Regions from separate parts of the Zea mays genome. Here region 1 is linked to region 2. The links are chromatin contacts, called in public Hi-C maps. All regions are on one chromosome and are shown on one strand. The core of a region is the stretch at or near the end of the contact, and the rest is flanking DNA. Distances in the headings are between cores, read along the strand shown. Region 1 holds the start of LOC100383467 (Alkaline/neutral invertase A mitochondrial). Region 2 has its middle 8.6 kb from the start of LOC103635109.

Region 1 (2,815 bases), core at 6-2,505, 180 kb before region 2:
TAGGGGAAATCTCCACTAAATTTAGGGCAGAGGAGCCTTTACATGCTCTTGTTCGAGCCAGCTTAGACCGTGTCTACTTCATGGCACTTTTATACGAGAGCAACATAATTATACGGCAAAACTTAAATCTTATCACTAATTTCCACAAGAAAAGAAATAGCTCATCTCAGACCTAAATAACCACAAACTGGTACGCATTCAGTAAAACGATGACACTTTTCACTTATCCAGAGAAATAAACGACAGAAAATGGTAATAGAAAAAGAAATCCTCAAATAGTGATCCAGACTTCGGTGTCTATTTCCACAACTCACGAAAAAAAAACTCGCGTACACTCCATTAACACTACTAAGCAATTAATATTCAGCTAGCATTCACTTCTTCAGGAATTTCAAATTTTGACCAGAGAACGAGTTACTAAGCAGATCGGGATTAGCTCACCTGAAGCTGCAGGGTGTGGAGGAGGAAGTTGCGGACGATCTCGGTCTCGCCGCGCATGAGGAAGGCGAGCGCGGAGGGCACGAAGTCTCTGATGAAGACCTGGTCGTAGTTGAGCGTCTCCGTGCACTCGGGGTCCTCTGCCGCCACCGTCCCCACGGGCTCGCCGCAGTAGCTAACGACCGCCCTCCGCAGCAGCCTCCACGCTTCCCTCTCCGTCTCCGTCTCCTGCCTCAAGGGCGCGGCCGGCGCGACCGCCTCATCGGTCTGTGCCGCCGCCGCGTCCTCCTCCTTGACAGGCGGGGTCTCAAGCGGGAACGAGTCCGGGAAGAGGACGCGGTCGAAGAAAGGGAGGTTGCCTGAAACGGCGGCGCGGGGGTCGGAGGGGACGGGGACCAGTACATGGGTGTCCGGGCCGGTCTGCGAGGCCTGCGACTGCGACGCCGCGGAGACGAGGAAGGGGAGGCGCCGGCCGTACGGGGGGTGGTGCGGGTGGGGCAATCTGGGAAATAGCGGGGTCGCGGTGCGCGCCGCCGTCTTTGACGCCGCGGCAGCGGAGGCGGACGAGAGGAGGCGGCGGCGGCACGGCCTCACTGCTGCGGCTGCTGCTGCGGCGAGCCCCATCGGGGTTTGACCATTCATATGGCAAGCTCCGGCGAAGGACACGGGCGCGCGTCGGAGATAGCTTCAGGGGGCTACGCGCAAGAAAGCAATACAGGCAAAGGTAACTTGTGTCAAATATTTGGTCGAAGAGGGTTCGATCTGCGAATGCGAAAGTGCAAAGAACGGTTCGGTTTGGGTTTGGTGGGGATACAACGGACAACGCACAGGAGAGCTGGGAGGGGGCAGGCTTTTTATAAAGATCGGGCGGTTGTTTGTGGGGTCCACCCTGGATTTAAAGGAAACGTTTCTGAAGTTTTTTGCCACATGCCCGTTCGCTAAACGTGGAAAAGGTTGAGGTCATTAACTCCAACAAGGAGCTCTAAAGGGTACTATACCCTAAATTTAGAGGACAAGGACGTCGTCTACTCACTCCAGCAACGTCCTCTAAACGGTCCTCTAAATTTAGAGAACGCTGCTGGATCCTCTATATGTAGAGTTTCTCTAAACGGTTCTCTATTTATTTGAATACTTTAAACAACCGGTTTAATAAAACTAAAATATGTACAATATATTTGAGAGTATGACAAATGCGTATGTAAAAAAATTAAAAAATTAAAAATGTTTTTAATATAGATATTTACATATAGAGGACGTGATTTAGAGGACGTTGTTGGAGAGAAAGTAGATATAGGAGATGAAATCTTTTATAGAAGACTGTAAAGGACGGTTATAGATGATGTATATAGAGAACGTTGCTAGAGAGGGTCTTATCTTTGGGTTTTAGGGATGGGTGAAATTGCGTGTGAATCGTGTTCGTGTAATGTGTTTTTCTGATGTTTAGAAATTCAAACTCTAATTTTAGATTTTCATTGTGTATAATATAAAATTTACAAATGTGATTAATCCCTCTCTATCTCATAATTATATCAGGTAGACAGACCATGAAGATAGTTAAATACACTATCAATACATATTCTATATTTTTTGGTACGTGATGTTTTAAATGGTGCTCTCTACGGGAGCACGGACGATCCGTGGTCTAGGACCGGAAGGTCTACGAGCTCGCTGCAAGAGCGGTTCCACTCTGCGTCACTCCGAACGGTCCGAGCATAGGGCACAGACGGTCTACCATAGCGTAGAGTTTTCTTCCTCCACAGAAGCCCTAGAACTCGCCTCCCGGGAATGACCCCGTCGGGAAAGAAGTTCCAAAACGTACCCAGGGCGTGTCCCTAGACGGCGTAGAGTCAAAGAGGGATGAAGAATATGGTTGGAGGAAAGCTAAACTTGGTCTAAATTACTTCTACTCCTAATACAATGAAGAACAAAGTAAATAAGGTAGATTGTGTTGAAAGATGCGATTGGGATCCCTTCAATCGGATGTACCCCTTTCTAGGGGCTTCCCAACATGTTCTCGCATGATTAGCGGATAAGCACACGTGGGAAAGGGACTTTCCCCCGAGAGCTAATCTAATCACGGACCGTCTAGCCATGCTTAGGTGCCAAATATGGTGCTCAACACATGCCCTTGCCTTTTCGGTAAGCTGAAGCAAACCAAAAGCACCTAGTACAAGATGTAAACAACTCGATGTGAATCCATTAGTTCTCTAAGCATCTTGCTATACACTAGGATGATAATCGCTTTAAGAAGCAGCCATTCAACGCATTGGGTAACTCATCACCTCGCAATGTGTGCAACATATATACATTACCAGATATCACTTGTGTAACTCTATAAGGCCCTTTTCAGCTTGGCGATCATTTTCCAAACTTGTGG
Region 2 (2,700 bases), core at 2-2,501:
AGAAAAGACCTACGACTAAAATCAATCTTCAAAGACAATAAGAGCATCTCTAACAGTGACTTATCTCATTGCTCCAAATTAAATTATATAGCTCAAATTAAAAAAAAAATGCACAATCAGTGTTCTATTTTATAAAAATTTGTCAAAAAATATAGGTCACCTCCTAAAGTGTCACAAATATATTGCACCTTATTAGACTACCCAAACGATGTTCACTTCACGAAACTTTCTTTTCCAAATGAACGGAGTAGATTAATAGATTTTGGTTAATCACTTGATTCGAGGTTTTACTGTTGCAGCTTAGCTTTTTTTGTTGGTGTCGTAAATTTTATAAAATACAACAATTTTTACCTTTTAGGGCACTTTATAAGGCATATTGTTGCAGCTCTAAACCGAGTTACCAAATAGTTATATCCAGATTATTTAATCTATACTACGTAATTCAGATTATTTAATCTTATATATAATGTAGATTATATAATCTAGAGCTAAAATAAACAGATTACCTTATAATCTGAAGGCACTTTTCTTACTATATTGATGTTGCTGAATCTCAAACACTAGAGCAAGGTAGGGACAATGGGCGGTCAAGAAGAAACGGGGATAGAATTTGAAGGAGATAAGGCTTGGGGGTTGACGTGGCGGCGTGTATTGTACCTAGGTACCCTTTTCATTTAGCTGGTACCAGCAATTTCCAGCCAAGAGATTTGCTGCCCGGTCAGTGGACGCCAAAAATAAAGCGCTCGATGAGAATCTTACCTTGAGTGGATAATGTTTAATTTATAAGATGACGTGGCCGGCTTTTAGGACGCTTTTTCCAGCGTGCTTTGTGGGCCCTGTGACCATGTGACGTTTTTCTCCGCGACGCTAACTTTGTCGCTCCTGTTAGCTATGATGTTTAATATAGAGGCTATTTAGGTATTTAAAAGGGTCATTTATAAAAAAAATCATATAACTGTCTCTTTATTAAGAGACGTATCTAGCTTATAACCTAAGTAGCAACAGATGCTCACTTCCCACCATACGAATTTATGATCTGTTATATCTGATGTTGTATAAATGTATTTACTTTTGTATTTATTAATAAATTATGTTTATAAACACTTTATTATATAATAGAGTTTCTTAGTTATCTATTATGCTTCGGGAACCGTTTTTAGTGTCTCTCCACCGTCCATGGCTCATGGTTGGAGCAATGGTCACCGTCCTGTGCCGATGCCGATAAATAATGTCGCGGCTCAAAACTATGTGGCGAGGAAACAATTGCAGTCTATATATATTTCCGCAGAACGCTGTGGACGCAGCGACATGGCTAAGAACCGTGTGATCGTCGCTGTTCGTTAATGAATTTCTGAACTTTTTTTTGCAGGTTTCGCACACATCCTCCAGGAGAGAAAATTGCGTCGCTGTCAGAGACAACCCAGGTGTGCGAAAAATCCCAAAATCCCCGTGTTGCAATTGCGACCGCGAGAGGGATCGTTCGTGTCTAAAGAAATGGTGGTATGCCACTCGCTAATAGATATGTGGCTTTTGCGAATCAGAGTAATTCCTCGGTAATTTTGACTTAATTTGTCTTGGAAATAGACGAACCATTCGTTCAGTTTGATCATTTCGATTCGTCGTCCTACATGGCGTTCACGAGATGTTGCAGTTACTTCTATGAAAAGGTGTAGAATAATTGTGCGGTCAAAGAATCTAGAATATGTTGATAGAAATTGGGACGCCTGAGCCTGACCAATGCAAACGATCTAAGCTCTGGCTAACGTCATGCCTGACGCTGCCCAAAAGGCAGTCAGACAGAGGGACCAAAAAAAAACTACTAATCACCCTACCAAACTGCACTTTCAACTAAAGTACAAGCTGCTCGCTCATCCTTAGTTCTACTACGACAAGAAGGCTTTGCAAGGGATGAAACTAGACAAGTTGGAAAAAAATAAAAATGCATTATCATGTTATCTGTAATTTGGTTTTTTATAAAGGAAGTTTTTGTTAAAGTTCCAATAGCAGTATACGCCAGAGCTATCAGTTAATCCTTGCGCGGTGTGGGGATATATATCAATACTATTTTAACAACATAAAGTGTGCCATGTATTCTTCGCCTCTGCTTTTCCGGTATTTTTTTCTTGAATATGCATGAGACATGTCTATCACTTAAGAACATGGTAGTATAGAACACACTCAAATGCACCCACATGGAAGGACTTTAGTTACATCCGATTCTAAGATAAACAAAAAAAAAACAACCTGACCAAACAAATTACTAAACACCTACATCCTCTGTTCCAAAATAGTACAATTTTGCCTTTATGTTTATGTCTATATTAAAATAGATAACGATGGATCTTCACACATATATAAAATACATATATCAATCATGGTACAAACCTATTTATTAGCTAAAATAAATTTTAGTTTAGGACGGACAGGAGTATATCACAACCACCTCCAAGAGATAAGCCTTGGCACCTGCCTGATGCTAGAGGCGAGCTTAAAAAAATTGTATGAGGACAAGTTGTATACTAGCATTGGTTCACTAAACATGATCTTTGCAGTGTTTTCAAAACATCCAAGCCTCCGCCTTCTGGTCAATCTATTGTGACAGAATTGCGGTCTATTTGAATTTTGTTCTAGTTCCAAATTAAGAAAATGGTATTATGTGAAATTCTGTATGAAAATCACGAAGACACAACACACTATGAT

What was found. A called contact is a pair of places that touch in the nucleus more often than the background predicts.
Region 1: a contact with region 2 is called in a Hi-C map of leaf, with 2.6 times the contacts expected there. The contact joins the promoter of LOC100383467 here to the enhancer-like site in region 2. A contact is called at or near these places in 9 of 25 Hi-C or Micro-C datasets (bundle sheath, ear, endosperm and 2 more).

Annotation. Positions count from the first base shown.
Region 1 is chr8:41,008,158-41,010,972 of Zm-B73-REFERENCE-NAM-5.0, reverse strand. It overlaps LOC100383467 (Alkaline/neutral invertase A mitochondrial), which reads right to left and starts at 1,255. Exons shown (of 6, transcript NM_001176115.1): 1 at 442-1,255. The coding sequence starts at 1,080.
Region 2 is chr8:40,832,477-40,835,176 of Zm-B73-REFERENCE-NAM-5.0, reverse strand. No RefSeq gene overlaps it. Among protein-coding and RNA genes, the nearest start is that of LOC103635109, 8.6 kb to the left of the region's middle. Within about 2 kb of position 1,251, at least 12 of the 20 cell types and tissues checked have an H3K27ac peak or open chromatin away from gene starts, as enhancers often do. A contact at or near this core is called in bundle sheath, endosperm and leaf, where this site is marked.